2 separate regions of the Rattus norvegicus genome follow, and region 2 is linked to region 1. Evidence: chromatin contacts called from public Hi-C data. All regions are on one chromosome and are shown on one strand. The core of a region is the stretch at or near the end of the contact, and the rest is flanking DNA. Distances in the headings are between cores, read along the strand shown. Region 1 holds the start of Slc16a14 (solute carrier family 16, member 14). Region 2 has its middle 27 kb from the start of Sp110.

Region 1 (6,703 bases), core at 1,632-4,131:
TGAGACAGGAGGATTGCTGGGAATTTGAGACCCGCCTGGGGTACACAGTGAGTATTGGTCCAGGCAGGGCTATGTGTGCTGCTAACACTAGCATGTGAGAAGTGGAGGCAGAAGGATCAGGAGTTCGAGGCCAGCCTCAGCTATATGGCAGGTTTGAAGACAGCCTGGGTCTCAAGAGGTCTCTTTTCAAGAAACACACACACACACACACACACACACACACACACACACACACACACTGAGAGAGAGAGAGAGAGAAAGAGAAAGAGAGAGAGAGAGAGAAACAAACCCCCAAACAAACAGAAAGAAAAACAAGTATTTGCATTTTATCCTTCTATCTTTCTAAAAGCAATCATTCCTTGGTTTCACAATTCACTGTCTACCATGGTCTCTAAAGCAGAAGTCTACAGAAGAGCAAGTCTGATATGATATGACTTGACTGTTTCCTCCACAGGTCACATTGAAACCCAACTGCCACTGTAACCATAGTAACAGATGGACCCACTAGAAGTGTATGTCACAAGGGCTCTAACTTCAGGAATGGATTAAGGCCATTGTCCCCAGAGTGGGTTAGTTGTCTTGGGAATGATAAAAAGGGGATGGAAGTGACTTGATATCTATCCTGATGCCCTTTTCTGGTCCCTCTGACACTGCATGTGCAGTGTGCAAACATTCATGTGGGCAAAACACTCATACATATAAAATACATAATTTTTTCTTAAGGAGGCTGGAGAGCACTTGTGCCTTGTACAGAGGGCTGGTATTTACTTCCCGACACCCAGATAGAGCAGCTCACAACTATCTGTAGTTCTACAGGACCTGATGAGACCTTCTGGCCTCAGAGGAGCATGGTGCACACATGGACAAGCAGATACACACACACACACACACACACACACACACAAACTTAAAAACTGTGAAAGCTTTTTAAAAAATTTTAAAGTAAATAAAAAAAATAAAAGTCACAAATAAGAGAAGGGTGGCTACATGTCAAAATGTAAGTACGTAACTATGTAACAGAAAATGGAAATGTCAGTTTTTTCTGGAGTGTATTATAGATTAAAATATAATTAACATTTTTTTTTACAGTTCCGCCATGGAATGAATTTTTACAAGCAATTTATTTATCTTTAATTGGACTGTCACTATGTCGCACCCAATAAACTAATTATAATGAAAAGCAAGAAGGAGGTTGGGGTGGTGCGTGCAAGTTAAAACTAAAATTGCAATCTCTTCCCAAAGAGCTAGGTGAGTTCTTCAGCTGAACTCAGGGAATTTCAGGCCGGTAGAGGGCGCGCTCGAGGCCATGAGGCTGCAGAGCTGAAGAGGGTAGCAAGTGACTGGACAGTGAGTTCCAGCTGGCCTCATAATGTGTTAGGGGGTCGGGTGGGGAGAAGAAGATAAGGCCAATGGGTTAGGGCTGTGCTTAGTGGCTTTTGCCATGATGGTCTTGGCCTGTTGGTATTAAGGTCCTAAATTACCCCACTTTACAGATAAGACAACTGAGACATCTGTCTGTGTCTGACAAGTTCTCACTTAGCCTATGATGGCCTCAGACTTGGAGGATGACCTTGAATTCACGAACTCATCCTCCAACCCCCACTGCGAGAAAAGGGTATTGTATTACAGTGCTGGATTTAGGCAGTGCTGGGGGAATTGAACCCAGAACTTCATGCATCCTAGGCAGGTACCCTACAACCCGAGGTACATCCACGAAGCCCTGAAAGTGAGCCAGCTGCTTAATGGGTGCCCTGTGAAGTCCCAATATGAAGAGCATGGTCAGTTTCAATTTCTTCTTCACATTGCCCCCCCACCCCCACCCCTTCCCCTCTCTCCACTGACAAGGCGAAAGGGAGTCTTTTTAATCCCTTATGAGCATCCCCAGTCATCCTTGCTAATGAACCTAAGCCTGAACCAACTTTTCTGCAGGAAGAAAGGGCTTAATTGGTAAGCAGAGTTGAGCTCATAAAACCTTGTCAAGCTGTGGCAGCCTCTGCCCTTTAATGGCTGTGCTGGGTCCTCACTGTCCCCCTTTCCTCTCTGGAGATGCTGGAGCGGCTCCCGGGGGCTCAGCATTCATTGCCCTGGTCCAGCCGTGAGTGATGCCGCACTCTCCAATCCTCCATCTCCAACAGGGGACCCCGACACAGACATCCGCAACCACGGAGGTCACTAACTGTAGCCCCATCACTGCCTGATTCAAGTCATGAACTGGGGGCCTGGAAAGCACCCGAGCGCGAGGCCGGGCGACGGGGCGACGCGCGCTCTGTTGCCCTGGGGGCGCGCGCCACCCTGGACCGCGCGCATCCCCGCCTGCAGTTCGGGGGGACAAGGGAGCACCGCCGCCCTGCCCAGGCCCCTCTCTTCTCATACCCTATCCCCGGCTCTCAGCTCGCAAGGGTCTCAGGAAGAGCCGCGACCGCCAGTATCGACCGGTATCTACCAGTATTCGCTGGCTCGGAGATGCTCCAACCCTGCGGTAGCCTCCGGCCGCCAATCAACACAGCCCAGAGTACTCACTGCACGCAGCCCGAGAGGCTACGGTCTCACTCGGCTCCCAGTCTCGACCTGTGAACTTGCAGGTCCGCTCGGAGAACCCGGGTTCGCTGGGCATGGGGATTGGTGACAATGTCGACCAGCATCCTGCAGATACAGTGCCCGGGGCTCGGTTCTTCGCCTGCGCTCGTTGTGGGGGCTCCCGGACTCGCCCTGTGTTCACTGTCTGGCCAGGTGAACCTTCTGGAGCCTAAGGCTCGATGCTTCCGTCCCGGAGCCTTTAAAAAGGGTGCGTTTGGAAGGATCCGAGCCTACCCAGAGCTTCCTTCCAATCCGTGCAATTTCAGGTCTCCGCGTTGGTATATTCCTATACCGGCTAATTCTGGTTTGGCAGGGGAAAAAAAAATCTGCGGGCTCCTCACAGGCACACTCTTGTGGCCGGTTGAAGTTTATCGCCTTGGCTGAGATTCGTCAATGCTGTGCACATTTGCGACCATAGGAAATGTCCAGAAATCTCAGGTGTGTGTTTGGGAGGGGTGCCGGGGGAAGGGGACTCTTCCATTTCCTTTCCTTTCCCTTTCTTTTTTCTTTTTTTCTTTTTTGAGTAGGAGGGAAGTAACGAATCAGACCGTCATCTGAGTCTCAGCCAAAAAGAGAGCAGTTTGAAGAGTGATTTCAACACTCGTAGTCACTTTGGACTCAAAAATCTCTCATCTTTGTCCCAGTCTGGGTACTACGTCTTCCCATCTTTCTGAAGTACCTGTTATTTACACCCATAGGCAGGCAACATATTACTTTGTGCCCTTGGAGAGTTTTTAGTATTTTGTTAAATACATGAAACAAACATTCTTTTACCTAACCTGACCGGCTCTGTTTGTTCCTGTCATTGTTGCTATAAACTACCACAAACATAGTGACTGAAAGCAGCACAAATTCATTATTTTACAGTTCTGGCAGCCAGAACCTGAAATGGGCCTCACCGGACTAAGAGTCAGCGCGTTGGCACACTGAAGGCTGTGTTCTTCCTGGCAGCTCTAGCTGAGCCACCAGCTTCTGCACGCTGCCCACACGCCTTGGCCGGCAGCCACTTCCTCATCTTCAAAACCATCGACATTGCATCATTCCGTCTGTCTTGGGTACTCAGGGCACACTTTCTCCATTGTTTGCTTTTCTCTTCCCTTTTAACTTAAATTATTTCAAACATGTAGTGTGTGTGTGTGTGTGTGTGTGTGTGTGTGTGTGTGTGTGTGTGTGCACGCTTGCATGTGACAGCATGTGTGTGGAAGTCCCTCGGAAGGCAGTTTTCCTTGAACCTTGTGTGTTCTGAGGATTGGTCAGCATGGTAGTAAGCACCCTTTACTGTTGAGCGTTCTTTCTAGCCCCTTCTCTTCCATTTCCATGGACCCCACCCCCTGGGTTATCTTGGTCCTTCCTGGATAATTCACACATCTATTTTAAGGCCAGCTGACTAGCAATGTACTCCCATCTGCTACCTTGATTCTCTTCCTGCCATTTAAGGTCACATAGTCCCGGGTTCCTGGTTAGGATATAGATGTCGTTGGAGGAGCCATTTATGCTACCCACCATGGGTTTCTTTTCCTTTCTCCTTTCTTTCCAAAAGACATTCATGTGTATTTTATTGTCATTGGCTTTATTGGTTTCTTTAAAAAAAAAGATTTATTTTATTTTATTATTTATTTTGTCTGCATGTATGTCTATGTGTGAGTGTCAGATCCCCTGGAACTGAAGTTACAGACAGTTGTGAGCTGTTATGTGGTTGCTGGGAATTGAACTCAGGAGCTCAGGAAGAGCAGCCAGTGCTCTTAACCCCTGAGCCATCTCTCCAGTTCCCTCCCCCAACCACATGCCCCCCCCCTTTTTTTTAATTTTTGAGAGACAGTAGCTCACATGCCCCCATCCCCCCGGTGCCCTGGAAGTAGCTATGTGGCTGAAGATGGCTTTGAACTTCCGATCTACCTGCTTCCCTCTCCCAAGTGCTGGGGTTACAGCCATATACCAACAGTCAGTTTTTGTAGTGCTGGGAATAAGAGTTGGAGCTCGGTGCATGCTAGGCAAAGGCTCCCTGGACTGAGCCACAACCCCAGCCTTCCTTAGTCATCTTAATAACAGATGATTGTGGAGGACGACGAGATGACATTTGCAGGACCACTTTTCCGATGAAGATGGCAGAGCAAATGGACTTGTTGAGTACTTCCTCAGGCTGTTCTTCTCAGACACCGTGCGTTCCAAACACGCTTTTGTCAGTCAGTCAAGACTGGGAACTCAGGTGTGGTGGATCACACCAATTTTTCTAGCACTTGGGAGATTGGGGGGTTCAAGGCCAGTCTGCTGGGCTACAAGACAGCTTGTTTGTTCTCTTTCTCTGTCTCTCTCTGTCTCTCTCCCTGACTCTCTGTCTCTCTCTGTCTCTCTCTGTCTCGCTCGCTCTCTCCTTTCTTTAGGAATAGAGTCCCACACAAGTATCTCAAGAACAGATGATCCTTCTGTTTTTAAAAGAGGTGTTATGGATTGAGTTTAGTGTGAGGCATCCCCCATAGGCTCATGATTCTGGAGGCTTGGTCTCCAGCCATCCGTGATATCTGGGCAGGTTCTGGAACATTCGGGACACGTGGTGTGTGTGGCTAGCAGAAGTGAGTGGGCTGTGGGCAGGCTTTGAGGATTCCGTCTGCTTCTGGTGCTGTCCTGAGCACTCTACTTTCTGATCCATAAGAAACAAAGGGTTACTGACACGGGCCGCTACTGTCATGGGTAGAACCTCTCCGTGTGGAGCCTTCTTTGTCACTGAAGATGGACCTGTGAGACCTTAAGCCAAAGTAAATCCTTCCTCCTTTAAGCTGCTCCTGTTGGAATTTTGTCAGTGAGAAGAAAACGAATACAAGAGGTCTGTAAGATCAAGATCCTCTCTTGACCTCCCAGGCCTGCAATCTTGCAGATCTCTAAGAGCATGATTTATCATAAATATGGGGAACCATCGCCTTAGTCAGATAACTCCCAAAAACTCCCTGTGCCTCCTTGGCATTTGGGCTTCATTCCTTCTAATGTCCTCAGGCAGCCTCTCACCCATCTACTAAATCTATTTTTTCTTATTTTACTTTATTTCATGTTTGAGTGTTTTCCTTCCATGTATGTCTGTGTACCAGGCATGCGCCTGGTGTCCCCAGAGAAGAAGGCATTGGAACTACAGTTATATAGATAGTTGAGAGCTGTCACATGGGTGTGGGAAACAGAATCTGGGTCCTCTGCAAGATCAGCAAATGCTCTTAACAGCTCTCCAGTACCCAAGTCCTTTTTTTCCCCCCGAGACAAGAGTTTCTCTGTGTAGCCCTGCCTGACCTGGAACTCACTTTGTTACTAGATTGACTTCGCCTGCCTCTGCCTCCTGAGTGCTGGAATTAAAGATGCTTCCAGGCTCTAAATCTGTTTTTTTTTTTTTTTTTGATGTAAAAAAAAAATTGCAATGCAAGCCGGACACATTGTCAGGAGGCCGAGGCAAGCAGATCTCTGTGAGTTGGAAGCCACCTTTATATACACAGTGAGTTACAGATAACCAGGGCTACACCGTGGGTTCCTGTCTGAAAAAAAAAGTGAAAAATTAGAAAATACAATAAAGTCTCCATACTGGGAAGGGAAATGTAAAATTATCTCTTATTCAGGTGATACGATTATATATATAGAAAAATAATGGAAACCCCAGAAAATGTTAGGACTGGCCACTGAAGTGCAGTTTCATTTTCAATAGCATCAAAAGGAACTTTTAAGGTTGGAAATGAAGTTCAGTGAAGTACTGAACTGTGTGAATGTAACTTTTATTCTCCTGGTGTGTGGGGTCCAGGAGTCGTCCCACAGACTGCACGGACACTGATCTCAGTTAAACAGGGATGGTCCAAGACTGATCGACCAGGGCGACAGCTTAAAGCTGTGTCCTGGACATTTCCCAGGGCCAGCTTGTAAAGGCTAAAACTGCAAAAAACGCAATGAGCTCATAAGCAGGTACTCGAGTATTGCCTGGTGGTTGCCCCTGACATAAGCCATTTTAGACAGAACAATCCATATTGACCTTTAATTTGGTGAGTCCTACATGAAGATCATGGTTGTGGAATTTCTTAAGATTAACAAACCTCAGAACATACCAAACATAATGTATGTGGTCAGCACGACCCTGCTCTGAGTCAAGTCATTTTTCTGC
Region 2 (6,703 bases), core at 1,235-3,734, 57 kb after region 1:
CTTAGTTTGTGTTCTCTTTATTGCTTCTATTTCCCTTTTCAGGTCTTGGACAGTTTTATTCATATCCTTTACCTGTTTGATTTTATTTTCCTGTATTTCTTTATATTTATTTGCTTCCTCTTAATGCTTCTACTGCTTGAATGTATTTTCCGGTATTTCTTTAAGGAATTTATTCATGTCCTCTTTAACGGTCTTTATTATCTTTATTAAATAACAAATAGAAGACAACATGTTGGCAAGGATTTTAGAGAAAATGGAGCATTGGTCCATTGTTAGTAGCATTGTAACATGTGTAAGAATATAGAAAGAAGTATGGAGTTCCCTTTAAAAATTTGAACATCGAACTGCCAAATGATTTAGCAATCTCACTTCTGGACATAGATCCAAAAGAGTCAGAGGCAGAACATTAAAGAAATCCCTGCATATCTTCTACTGAAGGACTATTCCCAGTAAACAAGAGATTTAGTGTTCCGTCCAGGCTCATGTACTGCAATATTTGAATGCCAGCTGGTGGGGAATTGTGTAACCCTTGAGATGTGGATCTAACTGAGGAAGTAGTCACTGGGAGAAGGGTGTAGATTGCAAAAAACAAAACTTTCATCTCCAGGAGAATATCAGATAGTTTAGTCTGTAATATAATACGGCTGAACAACCTGGGTGCACAGACTTAAGTTACCCCAAAAACCATGTACCAATGTGGCAACAGTTTCAAGAATTTTTTTAAATATTTGTCTATTTATTATGTATACATCATACAGTGTTCTGCTTGCATGCATGCCTGCAGGCCAGAAGAGAGCATCAGATCTCAATACAGATGGTTGTGAGACACCATGTGGTTCCTGGGAATTGAACTCAGGACCTCTGGAAGAGCAATCAGTGCTCTTAACCACCAAGCCATCTCTTCAGCCCAAGAATTTTTATGGTAATAAAATAAAATCACAAATTAAGGCAATTTTCTAATACATTGGTGGGAATGTTGGATAGGCAGTTACAGCAAAGTGGGGGAACCCCTCTATCTGCCTCAGATGATATCTGATGACAGTCTTACCCTCTGGGTTGGTAGAGGTTAGGGGACTGTTATATTCCAAAAGGACTTTACCTTATAGTCATGGGCTATTAGGTGGATGATGCATGGCTCTGAAGAAGGCATAAAGTAGTCTAATGTTTCCCTAGACTTGGAACATTACAGCTCCCCATTACCATGAGAATTCTCCCAGTCAGTTGACCCATCCAGCGGGTCCAGTTATTCAGGGTTCCGAAGGGGCGCTACCCTTGGGCCAATGGGGGGGCGAGAGAAGAAGGAGACCAAGCAAGATTCTATTGTCAAGGTCTCGTTTATTGAGAGAAATGTACAGCATTTAAAGCTCTGAGGCAGGAATAGAAGTGGGAACTGAAGCTTAGGGTGGGGGAGTTTGGGAAGTGCCCAAGGATATAGGGTGAATCACAAAACTTCAAGATATCCTCCTTAAACAAAGAGGCAACAGTCTTCTGGGGACATGTTCTTTGAAAAGGTCGAACCCTTCTCAGGAATCTGCTCAGGGACATCGGTGTTTTGCTCAGGCTGAAACATCCTGTGATTGCTCCCGGGGTCTTCCTGGGAGAGACTTTTGTCCCACAATCTCATAATCTTACAGCAGCCACCTGAGCTTCTGTGGCCATGCAGCCCAGAGTCACGTAGCCACCTTGAGCTATGCAGTCATAAAGTGGCCAGGCCAAAATCTAATACGGCTCCCTACAGTCAGTCACCATTATAGAATCTTTAATACAGGTGCAGCTCTTTTCTTCCCTAGGAACTTCAGGTCATACAACCTTACAATTTGTAGTTTAATGATATTTCTTGGTCCATCGAGATGTAAACAAGTATCTTCATGCTTCTGCCACTACAGTGATAAGCTGCCATTATGCCATGCCTACCCTGCCATGATGCACTGTACCCTCAAACCAAGAGGCAAAGCAAAATTGTCCTTCTTTACATTGCTTCTTGTCAGGCCTGCCACCACAGAAAACTGACACTAGGAAGTGAGGTTCCTGATGTCATTAACCTGACCAGGCGGTTTATAGACATTTGGAAGGGGTCTGTGGGAGAAATGGAAAGAGTTGGCTCTGTAGGCTAGAGCAGCCCTAGAGTTCAATTGGCTGTTCTGGTGGGATATTACAGGTTGAGACTGTCAACCAAGTCTGTGAAGTTTCAAAAAGATTCTTACAGGAACTGGAGTAGAGGTCATTAATGTTACAGTTGGCATAGAGTCTGGCTACCACACAGCCTGTATTCTAAAAATTTGAGCGAGGCTGAAATTTTAAAATATTTAAATTGAATTTTAATATTCTGCTGTGCATGAAGCTGTAAAAGTGAAGCCTATATTACAATGGAAATCAGAAACCCAGGAAATTTGCCAATTCAGGAAGCTGCAGTTACTGGATGGAAATGGCCCAAGAGAGGAACTACAGCTGTTGCAGGCCACAGAGCAGGAGGAACAGGGCTAATTGAGCCCACAGGAGCACAGGTGATGTCATCATCAGTCCCAAACACCAGACATGGAGCTGCAGGGTGTTTTTGTGTTTGTCCTGTTGGAGTTCAGTCTTAATTTGCGCTGATATTTTCTGGCTGTGTCTATTTCTTCCTTTAGTAATGGAAATGTGTGTTCTGTGCCATTGTGTGCTGGAGAGAAGTGAGTCCCCTTTTGATTTAATAGGGGTTAGCAAGAGAGATTACCTTGAGCTTTCAGAAGAGACTTTGGACCTTTTCGATAATATTTAAGCCATTAGGTCCCCGGGATTTTTAAACTTGGGCTGAATGCATTTGTATTATCAGAGGACCATGTACTTATGGAGGCCACGGCAGCATGTTATTATTTAGTTGTAAACTATCTGCCAGTGGCTCATGCCTAAGGCATTGAATATTGGATCTCTAGTTGATAGTGGTATTTGGGGGGGGGGGAAGTTATGGAACCTTTGGGAGGTGGGACCTAGCTGGAGGAAGTGAGTCTGGGGGATGAGCCTTGAGGTATAGGCTGGCCTCACTTCCTGTGTCTTTCTGCTTTCTTAGACCAACAAGATTTGAACAAATGGCCCCATATTCCCACGAGCACAGCCGGGATTGGCGTCTACTACTCTCCCTTCTCTGCCTTGATTACCTTCGAAATGTGAGGCAGAATAAGTCCTTCCTCTGTTAAGTTGCTTCTTGTCAGGTAGTATGTCACTTAGAGAGAAAGATTTAACCAAAGATCCACTACAGGGCTGGCAAAGGAGCTCAGTGGGCAAAGGTGCTTGCTGTAAAAACCTGATAGCCTGAGTTCAGTCCTCGGAATCTACAGAAAGGTAAATGGAGAGAAATGTCATCTGATGCTCACACGAACACTGTGGTGTGGGTGTCCCCCTTCAATCAAAAAATATTATCCATCACAGGTAAATGGCTAAGCAAAGTGTTGTAGAAGCAGACAGCACACAGCAGAATATTATGTAGCCTTAAAAAGCAAGGAACTTCTCAGGCTGGGTATGGTAGCCCACACCTTCATTCCCAGCACTGGAGAGGCAGAGGCAGAGGCAGAGGCAGAGGCAGAGGCAGAGGCAGAGGCAGAGGCAGAGGCAGAGGCAGAGGCAGGGGCAGGGGCAGGGGCAGGGGCAGGGGCAGGGGCAGGGGCAGGGGCAGGGGCAGGGGCAGAGGGAGGGGCAGAGGGAGGGGCAGAGGGGCAGAGGGGCAGGGACAGAGGGGCATAGGGGCAGAGGGGCATAGGGGCAGAGGGGCAGAGGGGCAGAGGCAGGTGGATCTCAGGGACCTCCGTGCCCACCTGGGCTGCATAGTAAGAACCTGTCTAAAAAATGTCAGATTCAGTCCTGAAATACTGAATGATCAAAATTTCTTTATCAGTTCCAAAAGCCACCTATAATTTGTGGTTTCTCATGCTGTAGTGCCTGGGAAGGGTTGAACTTCCCAAAACCAGACAGGAACTGATCTGATGCAACTTACAGCAGGCAGGGTCTTTGAGCTAGCTCAGGCCCCTCCAATGCATCACCACCATGCAGGATAGTTTTGGTGGCGGGGGCGCACTGAATATCTATTGGGGCAAGACTTTATAGTAAGCAGCAAGCAGGGAGTATGTGTGCAAGCATCTGATTGGAGAGCTACTGCGGTCTCTAACATAATTGGTTGGTGCTAGGAGTCACATCATAAACTTCATTTCTGCTCCCCTCTGCATTGGTGACCATTAGGCAGGGAGTGAAGGTGCAGGCTTGTTGGGGGAATAACTTGGAGATGCTGGTCTTGTTGGGGATTAGCCTAGAGACTGGAGCTAGGCATGGGTTTTGTTGGGGGACAACTTGGAAACTAATGATAGGTACCAACCAGCCTGCTAGTTTACCTGAGTTCAAACCTAGATCAGGTTCTCTAAAATGGAGTCTGAACTTAAGATTTGGCCTCTCAACGCAATCCTTGTTCTTCAGCTTCCCCAAGTAAACAGGAGCAGTTTTGGAGATGGGAAGGTCCAGCACAAATGTCTGAGCCAGCTGTGGCACGTTTAGACTGGACCTGCTACCAGGCCCAACCTGATAAAATAAGAAATGAGACCACACAGGTCTCTTCCACTTCACAACATAGAGTACATCTCGGCCACTTTGTTACCCTGACTGTGAGGCTTTAAATATGTGGCCAACAGCAAAAGAGACCTGTTGCCATCTTACGGAGCCGGGCAAGACCATTTGGTTTGTTGTTCTTTGCCATTCTTAATTTTCTGATGAACTTACTTCTGTTCTTGGTTGGCTCTCGTGTTACTTGTGCTTGATGACAGCCATTGAGAGCATCCCTGCTTCCTTTAAAGGCTTCACTATTTCCTTCTAGCTTACTCTGAATCCGAATCCAGTGTCAGGAGTGATCCACAGTGCTCTCTAGTGGTAGGTTAGCGTTCCACAGTCTTGGGTGGCCTTCCAGGGCTTTACTTCTTTTTTATTTCTTTATTTTTATTTTTTAATTGCGTTTTAATTTACATTTTAAATGCTATCCCATTTCCCGGTTTCCCCTCCAGAAACCTGCTATCCCACCCCTCTGCTTCTATGAGGGTGCTCCCTTACCCACCTACCCCCTCATTCCTGCCTCCCCACCCTGACATTCCCCTACACTGGGGCATCGAGCCTTGACAGGACCAAGGACCTCTCCTCCCATTGATGCCCAACAAGGCCATCCTCTGTTACGTATGCAGCTGGAGCCGTAGGTCCATCCCTGTGTTCTCTTGGGATGGTGGTTTGGTCCCTGGGAGCTCTGGAGGGTCTGGTTGGTTGGTATTGTTGTTTTTAGGGGGTTGCAAACCCCCTCAGCTACTTCGGCCTATTCTCTAACTCCTCCAATGGGGATCCTGTTCTCAGTTCAACGGTTGGCTGCGAGCATCCGCCTCTGTATTTGTCATGCTCTGGCAGAGCCTCTCAGGAGACAGCTATTTCAGGCCCCTGTCAGCATGTACTTCTCGGCATTTGCAACATAGTCTGGGTTTTGTGGCTGTTAGACTAGTCATGTCTACAGAGTTGCACCATGACACCTGTTCAAATTAGAAGTGGCTTGAGGACTGGGCCACCACTGGGTGAGTGGGTAGGAGAAGGGAAGTAGCCAAGGCAATAGGGCCAACCATTCTGTAGGTGGGGCCATCTCTGCCTTCAGGAGAAGCCCGTCCTTCTGCATCATTCTCGGTGGTTTGCTCTACTGCTGGACCACTTTCCTTCCCAGGTCCTTCTCTTCCTTAACATGCAAAGGATGGAATTCCTCAGGTTTCCATCCGCAGCCACAGTCTCTCCAGATGATCACAGTCATTCCAGCTGCAGGTTTCCACCTGTGTCAGCCTCATGGTGTCTCAACTCTCCTCAGCTCCTCATGTTCCAGTGCTCAGCCATGTCCCCTCAAGGGCTCCCTAGGTGCAGCTCAAACTCATCCTGTTAAACTGTAACCCATCATCCAACCACACCCTGCTCCTTCTATGGAACTTCCATTAAATATAACACGCTGTGCACACCACAGACCTAAGCCTCCATCCTGTTTTTGTCTCTCATCTCCCAAGTCTATCCTTAGTCTAATGGACGCTCATTTGAAGTTTAATTTTTTTCTGTCCTGTAAGGTCTACCCAATATACCAAATGGGTGTATTAGGATGTTGGTCTTTTTTTTTTTTTTTTTTTTTTTTTTTTAATGGCCATATAAGAGGAAGTGTTGAAGGGTGCCGCCCAGCTCCATGAAGATCCTTAAAGTAGGGGAGAAAAGCTGCCCACTCATGGAAACATGGACCTATTTTTCTTCTGTAAGAAGGAACCAAACTGAAGCCATTTTAAATAAGACTTCCATATTGAAGAGTGGCCAAGTAAAGTTGAAGTTCTCAAGACCTCCTTGGGTAGCTGACACCGTGCTTGGCAGAGGGAGACATGTACATGCATAACTGACATTCTGGTTGGCGAATTGAGACACGAATGCTAAGGCATGTTGCCCTGCCGTGGTTGAGGTTGAATGAACCAACCAACGAGAACCAAGCATACCACAGAGGAATGTTTCTAGGAAAGTATGCTATCCCTAGCATCCTGATGGATGGGAAAATGTAACTGGAACTTGGCACAGATGTTTGAGGATTTCCAGCTTAAAAGCTCTGTGACATTCTGGCTTGGGGGCCACAGTTCAGCTCCCAAGTCTGTTCTGTATCCCCAACCAATCAAGAGATGCTGGATTACGATAACTT

The links. Hi-C and Micro-C count contacts between places; a contact is called where the count stands out from the background.
Region 2: a contact with region 1 is called in a Hi-C map of liver, with 6 times the contacts expected there. The contact joins the enhancer-like site here to the promoter of Slc16a14 in region 1. A contact is called at or near these places in 9 of 12 Hi-C or Micro-C datasets (the Rat2 cell line, Schwann cells, frontal cortex and 4 more).

Annotation. Positions count from the first base shown.
Region 1 is chr9:93,582,515-93,589,217 of GRCr8, forward strand. It overlaps Slc16a14 (solute carrier family 16, member 14), which reads right to left and starts at 2,882. Exons shown (of 5, transcript NM_001108229.2): 1 at 2,521-2,882. LOC120094727 (a long non-coding RNA gene) reads left to right here and starts at 2,881. Exons shown (of 2, transcript XR_005489252.2): 1 at 2,881-3,015; 2 at 3,445-6,703.
Region 2 is chr9:93,640,002-93,646,704 of GRCr8, forward strand. No RefSeq gene overlaps it. Among named protein-coding and RNA genes, the nearest start is that of Sp110, 27 kb to the right of the region's middle. Within about 2 kb of position 2,485, at least 1 of the 93 cell types and tissues checked has an H3K27ac peak or open chromatin away from gene starts, as enhancers often do. A contact at or near this core is called in liver, where this site is marked.